Regions from separate parts of the Mus musculus genome. Here all the other regions are linked to region 2. Evidence: chromatin contacts called from public ChIA-PET and promoter capture Hi-C data. All regions are on one chromosome and are shown on one strand. The core of a region is the stretch at or near the end of the contact, and the rest is flanking DNA. Distances in the headings are between cores, read along the strand shown. Region 1 holds the start of Nr1i2 (nuclear receptor subfamily 1, group I, member 2). Region 2 holds the start of Lrrc58 (leucine rich repeat containing 58). Region 3 overlaps Popdc2 (popeye domain containing 2). Region 4 overlaps Gsk3b (glycogen synthase kinase 3 beta).

Evidence for each region. Promoter capture Hi-C pulls out the DNA fragments that hold promoters and counts their contacts. ChIA-PET counts read pairs in DNA pulled down with a chosen protein or histone mark.
Region 1: a contact with region 2 is called in a promoter capture Hi-C map of hippocampal neurons, with 2.9 times the contacts expected there. The contact joins the promoter of Nr1i2 here to the promoter of Lrrc58 in region 2. A contact is called at or near these places in 10 of 39 promoter capture datasets (the 3T3-L1 cell line, 3T3-L1-derived adipocytes, cranial neural crest and 5 more), 3 of 484 Hi-C or Micro-C datasets (embryonic stem cells and liver), 4 of 115 datasets of contacts at active chromatin or transcription factors (embryonic forebrain, embryonic stem cells, extraembryonic endoderm stem cells and 1 more) and 1 of 9 other capture datasets (embryonic stem cells).
Region 3: a contact with region 2 is called in an RNA polymerase II ChIA-PET map of memory CD8 T cells, with 6 read pairs. The contact joins the enhancer-like site here to the promoter of Lrrc58 in region 2. A contact is called at or near these places in 3 of 39 promoter capture datasets (hippocampal neurons, pre-B cells and stem cell-derived epiblast-like cells) and 2 of 115 datasets of contacts at active chromatin or transcription factors (embryonic forebrain and memory CD8 T cells).
Region 4: a contact with region 2 is called in an RNA polymerase II ChIA-PET map of memory CD8 T cells, with 17 read pairs. The contact joins the enhancer-like site here to the promoter of Lrrc58 in region 2. A contact is called at or near these places in 8 of 39 promoter capture datasets (the 3T3-L1 cell line, the C10 cell line, HPC-7-derived erythroid cells and 4 more), 12 of 115 datasets of contacts at active chromatin or transcription factors (bone marrow-derived macrophages, cardiomyocytes, embryonic forebrain and 8 more) and 3 of 9 other capture datasets (adipose tissue, embryonic stem cells and liver).

The regions. Positions count from the first base shown.
Region 1 is chr16:38,293,560-38,296,259 of GRCm38.p6, forward strand. Nr1i2 (nuclear receptor subfamily 1, group I, member 2) reads right to left here and starts at 1,265. Exons shown (of 9, transcript NM_010936.3): 1 at 959-1,265.
Region 2 is chr16:37,866,985-37,869,684 of GRCm38.p6, forward strand. It overlaps Lrrc58 (leucine rich repeat containing 58), which reads left to right and starts at 1,416. Exons shown (of 4, transcript NM_177093.3): 1 at 1,416-1,996. The coding sequence starts at 1,512.
Region 3 is chr16:38,375,188-38,377,887 of GRCm38.p6, forward strand. Popdc2 (popeye domain containing 2) reads left to right here. Exons shown (of 4, transcript NM_001081984.2): 4 at 2,468-2,700. Among named protein-coding and RNA genes, the nearest start is that of Popdc2, 14 kb to the left of the region's middle. Within about 2 kb of position 1,409, at least 184 of the 459 cell types and tissues checked have an H3K27ac peak or open chromatin away from gene starts, as enhancers often do. A contact at or near this core is called in hippocampal neurons and memory CD8 T cells, where this site is marked.
Region 4 is chr16:38,238,561-38,241,260 of GRCm38.p6, forward strand. Gsk3b (glycogen synthase kinase 3 beta) reads left to right here. Exons shown (of 11, transcript NM_019827.7): 11 at 1,942-2,700. The coding sequence ends at 2,009. Among named protein-coding and RNA genes, the nearest start is that of Nr1i2, 55 kb to the right of the region's middle. Within about 2 kb of position 1,396, at least 77 of the 459 cell types and tissues checked have an H3K27ac peak or open chromatin away from gene starts, as enhancers often do. A contact at or near this core is called in bone marrow-derived macrophages, epiblast stem cells and memory CD8 T cells, where this site is marked.

The DNA.
Region 1 (2,700 bases), core at 15-2,514, 430 kb after region 2:
CCAGATTTGGCCCATGAGCTATAACTTGGTGATCCCAGTTTAGATTACATTTATTATATAAATAAAGCATTTTTAAGCAAGTATTTTTGTGTATTCAAAAAAGTCTATTAATGAACAGGGTAAGCCAGGCTTCAGAGGCCTTACTTGGAATACTTTAGACTCTGGCCAAGTCATTAGAGACCAAGGATTCCTCTCAGTGTAGATAATTCAGCCACTTTTCATCTGTGTGGTGGTCCTTTGCCTTCCCGGCAGCAATGAAAAACAGTCATGCACGTGCAAGGGACAATGCCACACCTGAAGCACAGAGGGAAGGTTTGGTGGCCTTGAAGGCATCTCCTAAGGTAGCTCCTGGATGTGGAGGAGCCTTAAAGCCATGTCTCTAGCCTGCGCCTCGGGCTGTTGTATGGAGCAGAGATGGGACCTAGGGTACTGAACATAACGGGAATGACTCTGACAAACAGAGTCTAAAGCCGACCACTGTACACGGATATAGTGTGTACTGAGACACCGCTAATGAGAATGTGAGGCCTCGTGACCATCCTGCCGCTGTCTATGTCCCCGGGGGCTGCCAGCACTAACCTGACAAGCTCTGGGAGCCAGTGCTAATAGTTCCTGATTCTCATGGTCTTCAGCAGCGGTGTTTCCTAGGTCAGGGACTCCAACCCTGTCACAGAAGGGGCTCGGCTGCCTATCTAATGCCCGATGTCACATACACAAGGCTTCTGTTGTGATGCTTCCTGGCAACACAAGTGTAGGCCAGGTAGCAGAGCACCTTGGCTCCACAACTGTCTTCATGCTTTGTTTGACCCAGGAAGGAGAAGAGGAGAGAAAAAGGTGTCATTGTCCTCCATACTCCTTCACATTGCTGACCTCCGACCTCATTTGTATCCCCCTCAGCCTTCTGTTCAGAGGCAGAGGGCATCTGACTCTTAGAAAGAGAAAGAAGGAAAGATCATACCTGTCTGGGGGCCACTGCTTTTGTTGGATTTCCCCCTTGGGGTCCACCTTGAAGAATCAGGAACGATGGTTCTGCCCAGAGCTCAGCACACCTGCCGTGGCTACCTGGCTGCACATGGAGATCTCAGCTTAAGTCCTCAGTGTTTCCTATGAGCCAAGGTCAGGCCCCTAGGGAGAGGCTGACCATCCAAGTAGACAAAAGAGCAGTATCTATCCCCGATTCTCACCCTCAGCTAACCTTAGGCTATGTTGTCCACAGGCATAGGAACCATACTTGTTCTTGCCCACAGTACACCCCAGGTCCAATGTAGTAAGGGGCCCCAGTTGGCACTCCCAAGTCCCAAGTCCAGCACCCGAGCTAGCAATGACCAGATTACCGTATTTACTCTTGTTATATCCCCTTCCTATTTTTTTCATAGTTGTCTTCACTGTAAAACATGTAAGGGAGGGGAAGTGTGTTTTAAGTGTTTGCTCTAAGTAATTCTGGGCCAATGTTTGCCTCTCTGAGGGTGATTTTGCCTCTAGAGGTAAAGTGCCTTTGAATCTATAGCTCCTAACACTTTTTTTCCCTAAGTTAATTTCCTGGACAGAAGCAGTTTACGTGAAAGTAAGGAAAAGGCCACACACATGACACTGGCTTGTTGATATGAGAGAGAGGGAGGAAATAGCTTCGAGACAGGTATGACCTTGCAGTTCCAACCACAGGACAGAAAGCTGGCTGGGACTACCAGGAACTGTCTGAGAGTTTTCTCTTCTCTCGGACCCTTCTAGAAGCTTCCTGTCTAGTGGGCTCTGGGGTAGCAGGACATCATCGGGGTGTCCTTGGCCCTGGGGGCTTGCATATCTGGGAAGCCTGACAAGGGACACTTATTTCCACGAGTGGAAGCAGGTCTTTTTTTTTTCTGTACTGAGATGAATGGGCAGGATTCCAGAATGGGCAGGGCACCTCACCAGAAGTCCTGGGGTCACGGGTAAATTATTACAGCTTTTATCATCTCTCGGGGCTCTTCTGGCATACAAAGGTCTCTATTCACCTCTCCTATAAAAATGGCAAGTTATTTACAGCAGAAACAGGGAATCCAGGACAAATGAGGAACTTCCCAAAGGAGAGAAATGCTCTTCGGTTCCTGAGGGATTGTCTGGTCTCTCTTCCTCTGCAGATGCTGTCCTGAGCTCTAGGTGGCATAAGAAGACTGCAGGGCTGCCAGGCATCAACATTTATCTGGGTAGGGCTTTATTTGGAAGCCAGTTTAAACACCCAGTTTGTGGTAGTTACTAAGAACCCCAGACTGGAGGCCCAGAGAGGACCTGAGTCACTCCCACGCATGGCTGGAAAGGAGGAGAAACTGGAGTCCTGACCTCTGCTCAAACTTTCTTCCCCTGCAACCAGCACTAGGAGCTCCTGAACCATCCACCAGAGGCAAGCCTAGGCAGTCAGCGTCCTTGGTCAATTTTATAAAAACATAAACAAAACCATAAATTAAAAAAAAAAAAGAAAAGAAAAAGGAAAACTCAGATAGCCAACTAAATTCATGACACACTAATGGTGCAAGTTCAGGTGAAGCCAAAGGAAGGGAGCAGGGTGGTCCAAGGACCTCCAGGGCACAGAGGTGCCATGGGGTAGACTCAGAGGGGTGATCTCCTCTTTGGTTTTTATTTTTGTTCTGTTGTGGTGGTTGTTTGGGGGGGACATATGCCCTACTTTTCTTTCTGTTCCTGTGATAAATACCATGATCAAAAGCA
Region 2 (2,700 bases), core at 166-2,665:
TTCTTTTTTTTTGTTACCCTGACAGTCCTAAAACTATGTAGATCAGGCTGGTACTCACAGAGACACTCCCACCTCTGCCTCCTGAATGTTGGGATTAAAAGCAGGTACTACTATGTCTGGCACATATTTTTTAAATTCCACTCATAGATTGTTTAAACTAACAAACATGACAACTCAATCATAAAGCTTAGCTGTGAAGTAGCATGAAGTCTCTCATCTGCACAACTGAGTAGATGAGGTTATGATTTTTAGGAAAAAAAGCAATTTAATCCCACTGGTTATCACATAACCTTTTAACTTTCTTGTATTTAAGCTCGGTAAGAAACTAAGCTTTTCTCTTATTTCCACTAATGACTTTAAAATTACAAAACGAAATCTCAGAAAAGATTGACATTGAAATGGGATCAGGATGAAAATAAATCTACTGGAATTAGTGAATTAGAGCTAGAGTCAAGACTTTCCCAGTTAAATTCTATCTAGTTCTCACTTGCAGAGTGCTTTGAACGCTTTCTCCATCTGAGCTCAGTGTAAGCTAGATCTAATAAAGGGGGCTCCTATATCCAACTCCCAAGCGCATTCCCATGCCCAAGGGACCAAAGCCCACAGGAGTGATTCTGTGATTGACGTGGACAAAGTTCTTATTGGACACACAATACTTTTACAATGGTGCTTTTTGTTGTTGTTTTGGGGTTTGTTTTTTTTCCAAACAAGGTTTCACTGTATAGCTGTGGCTGTCTTGGCTCGCTCGCGTTAGACAATGCTTTAAGAAACAACAGGCAATCAGGGAAGGGAAGGTCTTCAAGCATGCTTTCCAGCTGGGGCGACAGCCATCTCCGACTTTGGCTTTAGCTTCGAAGAGGCCTTTGTTCTTCACCGTGTAGCCCTGGCTAGCCTGGGCTATGTAGGTCAGGCGGGCCTCAGACTCAGTACGGCTGCCTCTGCATTTCAGAGCGGGGACGAGAGGCGTGGGGCCACCAAGCACGTTCTCCTGAAGACATTAAATTCTCAGGCTACGTCCCCGTCATGGCTACTCTCTCTGGATCCCGCAAAAATGGGGGGGCCCCGGCCTCAAGTGAGAACAAAGGAGGCGGCGCCCCGTGACGCGCAGGCCCCCGGGCGGGATCAACAGCCCCGGAGCTGTTTACTCTGGCGGCCAAGGCCACCACCGGGTGCCACACTATAAAGGGCGAGCTGCCCGCTCCGGGGAGCCTCAGGCCTCCGGCTCGCCCACCGAGCCCCGCGACGCCCGGGCGAGCACAGCTCCCTCACACGGTTCCCGGGAGCGCCAGGCCTCGGCTCCTGCGCAGCGGACGCCGCGCCGTGCGCCACGTGAGGCGGAGCCCGGCCCCCGGAGCGGCGCGCGCACCCGGCGCCGACCATCGCGTGACTCGGAGGGCGCGCGGGGGTGAGCGCCCGGGCCGTACCGGGCCGCGCCGCGCCACTTCCGACGCGGCGCTCGCTTTAGGTTCCGGGGCGCGCCGCCTCGGCTCGCGGGCCCGGGATCCGGCGGGATGGAGGAGGCCGCGCTCGGGGAGGCCGAACTCAACTGGTCCCGCCTCAGCGTGTCGGCCGAGGCGTTGGAGTCGGAGCTGGAGGCGCGCGCCGAGGAGCGGCGCGGCGCGCGCGAGGCTCTCCTGCGGCTGCTGCTGCCCTACAACCGCCTGACGTCGCTGCCGCGGGCGTTGGGCGGCGGCTTCCCGCACCTCCAGCTCCTGGACGTGAGCGGCAACTCGCTCACGGCGCTGGGGCCCGAGCTGCTGACGCTGAGCGGCCTGCGCACGCTGCTGGCCAGGAACAACCGGCTCGGCGGCCCGGGCTCGCTGCCCAAGGGCCTGGCCCAGTCGCCGCTCTGCCGCAGCCTCCAAGTGCTCAACCTCAGCGGCAACTGCTTCCAGGAGCTGCCCGCCTCGCTGCTGGAGCTGCGCGCCCTTCAGACCCTCAGCCTGGGCGGCAACCAGCTGCAGAGCATCCCCGCCGAGATCGAGAACTTGCGGAGGTGAGCGGCGGCGAGTCCCGGGGGTGGGGAGCGGGGCGGTGGCCCGAGCTCCGTGGCACCGGGTTGGAGGGGGAGGGGGACTAGGCGAGCCATTGTCACCCGTAGCGTCTGACCAAGGGTGGGTGGGTGGGTGGTAGCCTTTGGGTTGTGTTTGGCCTGCCGCAGGTCTTCGACGCCCCCCGCGCCCCCCAATGAACTCTGGAATTCATTGTGGAGACCATGCTAACCTCAAGCTCACAGAGCTCCGCCTGCCTCTACCTCCCAAATCTGGGGCTAAAAGACATGCGCCACTAAGCCGGACTTCGCCTTCTTTCTTGAGTCTAGACAGGGAGTCAAAAGGGCTCCCGTTAACAGAGGTTGGCGATTTCTTACTGGTTAAGTCTTCCGAGACTTTCCATGCGTTTGCATCAAAGTGGCATTTAACGTGGCGTAGGAGGTGCTGACCTACTTCCTTGGTTTTTATTTCCAGTTCCCCTCTTTTCCCGATACCCAAAGTACCATTTGTGGAGTCAGTGAGCCTTGCACACACACACACACCCAGAAAGGCAGCTTCACTAAATTGTGGGGTTGGGGTTGGGTACAAAAAAAAAAAACAAAAAAACCCAAAAACAACAACAACAAAAAAAAACCACGCTGCGCTTCCTTTGACCCTGAGGAACTATTCACATTTCAAAATTTTATCTTAGGAGTCTTTTCTGTAATTC
Region 3 (2,700 bases), core at 159-2,658, 510 kb after region 2:
CTGGCACTCTTAGAGAAGCATCCCCCCCCCCCAGATGTGACGAACTAGTCTGGCACAGAAGACCTCCAAGGCGCACAGTGTGAATGAGTGCATGCGAATTTCAGACAAGCCACATTGCTGATGAGAGAATCGAGAGATGAAGGCCATGAAGACCGACCCTGGCTTTAGAGATATGGATGTTATCATTTCCTGTGGAGTAATCCAAGGCTCTGAGGCTCAGGATAGCTTAGTGTACCTTCCTGTGCATTTGTCCTCTGTCTCTCCACACCCCGTTCCTTGCTGACCAGTGTGAGCTATGGGTGCTTCATGCTGTCCAGCCTGCTTCCCCACCTCTTCATTTCACACAGCACTGACTTCTGTTCTTCTTTTGGCTCTTTCCCATTCCTGACTCCTGCTTGTCCCTGTTGTCTTGGTTTGTGGCTCTAAGCATCCCTCTTGCTTACACTTCACCCTCTCCATCCCCACCTGCCCCCTGACTTCTCCCGTCCTGTGGCTTGGATGTCTGGCGATCTGGTTGCTCTCTTTCCCCTTTGCCCCAGTCTCTGGCTTGTCTCTCTCGTCTCTGCCCTAAGCAACCCTGTGTCTCTGTTTTTCTAATTCTGAATCCATTCAAATCAAGGCCTGAAAAAGGCCCAGTTTTAGGGATGCTTCCCAGATGTCAGGAGACAGGCACCATTGAAGGACACTAGAACTTTTGTGGCTGGCTGCACAGTAAAGCAAATCTGGACAGAATATTCGCTGTGACAGCATTAGAAATAACCTTAGCACCTCTGAGGCATCTTTGTCTGGGAGCCTAACTCACTGTGCAAAATGGCAGGATGTCTTGGGGTCCCTGCACAAGCTCCTCCCACCCCAGGAGCTTCATCACATCCTAGAATCCTAACTTCTAGCCTTGATGTCATTATCCCCTATAAGGATGATTCCAAATTATCATGGGATCTCTCCCCAGAACCACTGTTAGCCTCCAGATATCCTTGTGTGTGTCCATCCATGTTTTATTTAAATAGCGGAGAGGAAGGAAAGAACAGGCAGGTTTTACTTTCAAACCACAGAGTGTTCAGAATGAGGTGAACACATAGTTTTAAGTGGTCATATGTTAGGCAGCTTCTGTGTGACTGCCTTCCCTCCCTGGAACCTACCCTCTGCCATCCCACCCTGTGGAAAAAGCTGGCAGGGACTGGGGGGTGAGGGGGGCGGAGAGCAGCACTTCCAAGAACTCAATAACAAACGGAACCCGGTGGAAGTGGTTTCCAGCTTGGTGGCTGGCAGAATCCTATCCCAACTGAGGTGCATCCTGGGAGGAGGCTGAGAGACGGCATCTATTCCTGAGCTTCATTCAGACTCTTCCCTCAGAATGAAAGCTGATTGTTGCGGATTGCTGTTGGTATTTTCTGGTCCAGCAGATGGCTGCCAGTGCAAGCAAGCAAACAGCCACTGGGCAGACTTTCTGCTCTTAGGCGCAGGCGCGCAGGCGCGCAGGCTCGGGGGGGGGGGGGCCGGGGGCCTCAGCAGTGGCTGCTCTGCTGGCGGAGGCCCCCTGTGTGGGTGAGGTCCAGGGCAGCAGTCTTCTCTGCCCAGATCTTTCTTCCAGCTCTGCTCTGCCAGCTTCGTCTTCCCACCCGTCTCTTTGTAGAAATGAAAGTTGGCGTCTTGCAAAGCCTTTCGAATTTCAGTTCAGGGCTTGGGTGGTTTTTCTTCCATCATCCACGTCTTAGTTAGGGTTTCTATAGCTGTGATGAAACACCACGACGGCCAAAGGAACTGCTTTCCCTTCCTTCCCTGGAACCCACTCTCTGCCCTCCCACCCTGAAAAGGAAAGGGTTTTTTCAGCGTACACTTCCACATTGCTGTTCATCATCAGGGAAGTCAGGACAGGAACAAGGCAGGAACCTGGAGGCAGGGGCTGACGCAGAGGCCAAGGAGGGCGCTGCTTACTGGCTTGCTCCTTCCTCATGGCTTGCTCAGCCTCCTCTCTTATAGAACCCAGGACCACCAGCCCAGGGACAGCACCAGCTACAGTGGGCTGAGTCCTCCCGCATTGATCACTAAGACAATGCCCTGCAGGCTTGCCCATAGCTGGCTCATCTGGAGGCATTTTCTTTATTGAGGGTCCCTCCTCACAGATGACTTCAGCCTGTGTCAACTTGACAGAAACTAGGCAGCACAGTCCATGAGCAGTAAGCAGGATGGAGAGTGTTTTCTTTTGAGCACTCAAGAAGAGGCTCTGTCTCTCACCTACAGACCAAGAGAAAATGGGCCTAGATAATAACATCAGAAGTGAGCCCTCCATGACCCTTCCATGTCCTAGAATGAAAGAACTGAAAGGCACAACTGCTTGTGGCTAGGCATTGGGGTGCAGTCAAAACTGGGGTCTAAAGAGGACATAGAAACTGTACAAGGATCCCATGAAATCTGGCAAACCCTCTGGAGCCACGCGCTGACATCCTTCTTCTGTTTCTCTCCACAGCCTCTAGACGTCCTCTCCAGAACTCTTCTCAAGTTATGTCCAGATCCCAGGCCCCTCTGGCTCCAATTCACACTCCTGAGCTCTAAGGATCACAGAGCTGTCGTCTCTGTAGCCAGATGGCACTCCTCCATGTTCCCCGGATGGCCACTTATACTCTCACCCCTCCTCTTAGCCCTCCAGAAAGATGTGTGGCAAGCTGGGGGATGGACATGACGTGAAGAAACTCACCTTCA
Region 4 (2,700 bases), core at 146-2,645, 370 kb after region 2:
GGTTTGTGACATTGTCCATTCCCTCTCAAGTCTGTTCTGGGATGGAGGCATGGTTTCTGTAGGACCTTGAGAAGGGCGAGAGTGAGAGTGAACATTGTTTCTAGAGGTGGTTGACCTAGTACAGGGTCAGCTCTGCACTTGTTTTCAGAATGCTTTATTCTCTACCCATCCCATACAGAGTGTTTGACTGCTCCAACTGTCTCTTCTGTATATTCTGTTCTGTCTTCATATAGTAAAGATGAGCTGTTCTGTACAGCAGCCCCTACACCACATTGAGCCTCTAGCCAGCTTTTCTTTTGTTTGTTTGTTTGATGCTTTTTTAAAATACAAATTAAAAGCGTAATTTTGCATATAAAGGATTTGCTTGTATGTGGAATCATTGTCTCTCTCACTGTGTAGACAGAGATGGTCACCACACCTGGCAAAAAGACTTTGGTAATCATGATTACCTGTTAAAGACTCCTTATCACATGGTTTGGATACAATGCTGAGAACAATGATGAGATCGTTAGATTTTAAATCTGAGGAACATGAACACCCAGCAGATTTTATTATTCAGATAGGAAGCTCATTTCCAGTTACATGATCACATAAAATGTTTGTGCTTTTCATGCTGATCATGCAGACAGACTTTGAATTTACTCAGAGGAAGGGGAGGATGGTTGGTATGAATGGGCTATAGCTGGTAAAGGGCATCTGACGATTAGTTGTTACAAAGGACTTTACCAAAAGAGTAATTACCCGAAATGTGCAGGTTGCTGGTAGGGGGAGTATTTACTGTATTCACCTTGGCAGGCATCTGCTGGCAACCCTGGTAGCCACCATGGCCAGAGCTGCCTACCATACTAGTTGATATGTGGATGTGATAGGTATCCATTAAGTCCTGGGTTGTAAGATAGAACAAAAGTTCCTCCTGGCATCTTCTGCTGAAAGTGGGTGTCATTTGGTGATGACCGTGCATTTGTTGACAATTGTGTAGAACCAGGAAATGCTATTAGGAACATTGCAATTCTGAAGTAACTCTGGTTTTCCAGCCTGCTTCTGAAATGTTTTTAATTAATGCAGCCTGTGCCTGAATTCTAAAAATGATGAAGAAAGCCCTGATGTGATCTGTCTTCTAGACAGGAATTCATGTTGAGTTAGTAGTACACCAAATTTAGGTGGCTGTGAACAGAAAACTCCCTTCTAGTAGGGCATGTCTAAGGAAGTCATGGTTGAAGCCTTAGACCTGACTCTTCAGTGCTGAGAAAGCCGCCTGCTGCCTTCGGAAGGAGGCTCTGGTTCATGTGCCATGCACCTGTGAGCTAGATGTTTCCGTGCTCTGGCAGCGTGACTCTGTGGTATCTATAAGGAAGTAGAACTAAAAGCATTCCCCTGTTGACTGCCCCCTAGTGGGCTAAAGGAATGGAAGGGCAGATTATTTGAGGAACAGGAAAATGCAGAGTTCAGAGAGGAAGTGCAGTTTTTAGAAAGTGGTCGTGAAGTTGATAAACTGAACAGCTTACCCTTAAGTGGTAAGGTTCCTATGTGTTCTTGGCATCTGCTGTGTCTTCACTTGTCCAGGCCCTTAGCAGATGGCCTGTTGGAACACGGCTCAGGATCTTTAGCTAGTGTCATTTATTTTCAGTAAGCTAGACTCCAACCTGAGTACTGCCGGTCAGTACTAGCTATAGCAAAGCCTTGACAGAAGTGACCTCAAATTCCTGAGTCTGTGATGCATTAAGTGTACTGCCACACGCACATACACCACACACGCATGTGCACGCACACTTGTGCCATCACTGAGCTCCTAGCAGAAAGGAAGTCCTGGTGCTGTGTGTTTGAACCCACATAGGCAATGACAGCTCTGGTAGGCCTCAGCACTGTGCGGTGAGTGGTGTACTTGTGCTCTTTGCAGTGTTATAACGTTGCTCACGCTTTCTTGGGCCTTTGGATTTGCAGATACTAATGCTGGAGACCGTGGACAGACCAATAACGCCGCTTCTGCATCAGCTTCCAACTCCACCTGAACAGCCCCCAGGAGCCAGCTGCGCGGGAAAGACCAGCACTTACTTGAGTGCCACTCAGCAACACTGGTCACGTTTGGAAAGAAAATTAAAAAGAGGAAAACAAAAACAAAAACAAAAAAACCCTGTTCATTTTAGTGTTCAATTTTTTTTATTGTTGTTCTTATTTAACCTTGTAAAATATCTATATAAATACAAACCAGTTTCATTGTATTCTCACTTTTCAGGAGATCCAAGAGGTGGGGAGGGTTGGGCGGGGAGGAGCAGAGCATTAAACACAATCTCTCCCACGACAATCTTTTCTTTTCTTTTTAAAGTCAGAAGTCCGCTATTGTATACCTTAAAAACCAGACTCCTGCCTCACGCCCCCACCGCAACAGAAGAAAACCTGTTCTGTGCTGGTTTATTTTCTGGATTTGTTTTCTTTTAAAGCCTGGCGTAAGACTTTGATACAGTGCACAGCTTGAAATTGGTTGGGAGCTTAGCAGGTGTAACTCACCAGGGACTTACTGTCACTTGTACAATGTGTACTTATCCTTAGGATTTGAAGACTTGCCTTTGGCGTGTGATGTCAGGTATGACAGACAAAAAAAAAAAAGACAAAGAAAAACCAAGGTGTATTATTGGTAGCCCAGGGAGGTCACTAAAATCTGAAGCTCTAAGGGAAGATCAGAGATGGATTACTTAAGGTTTG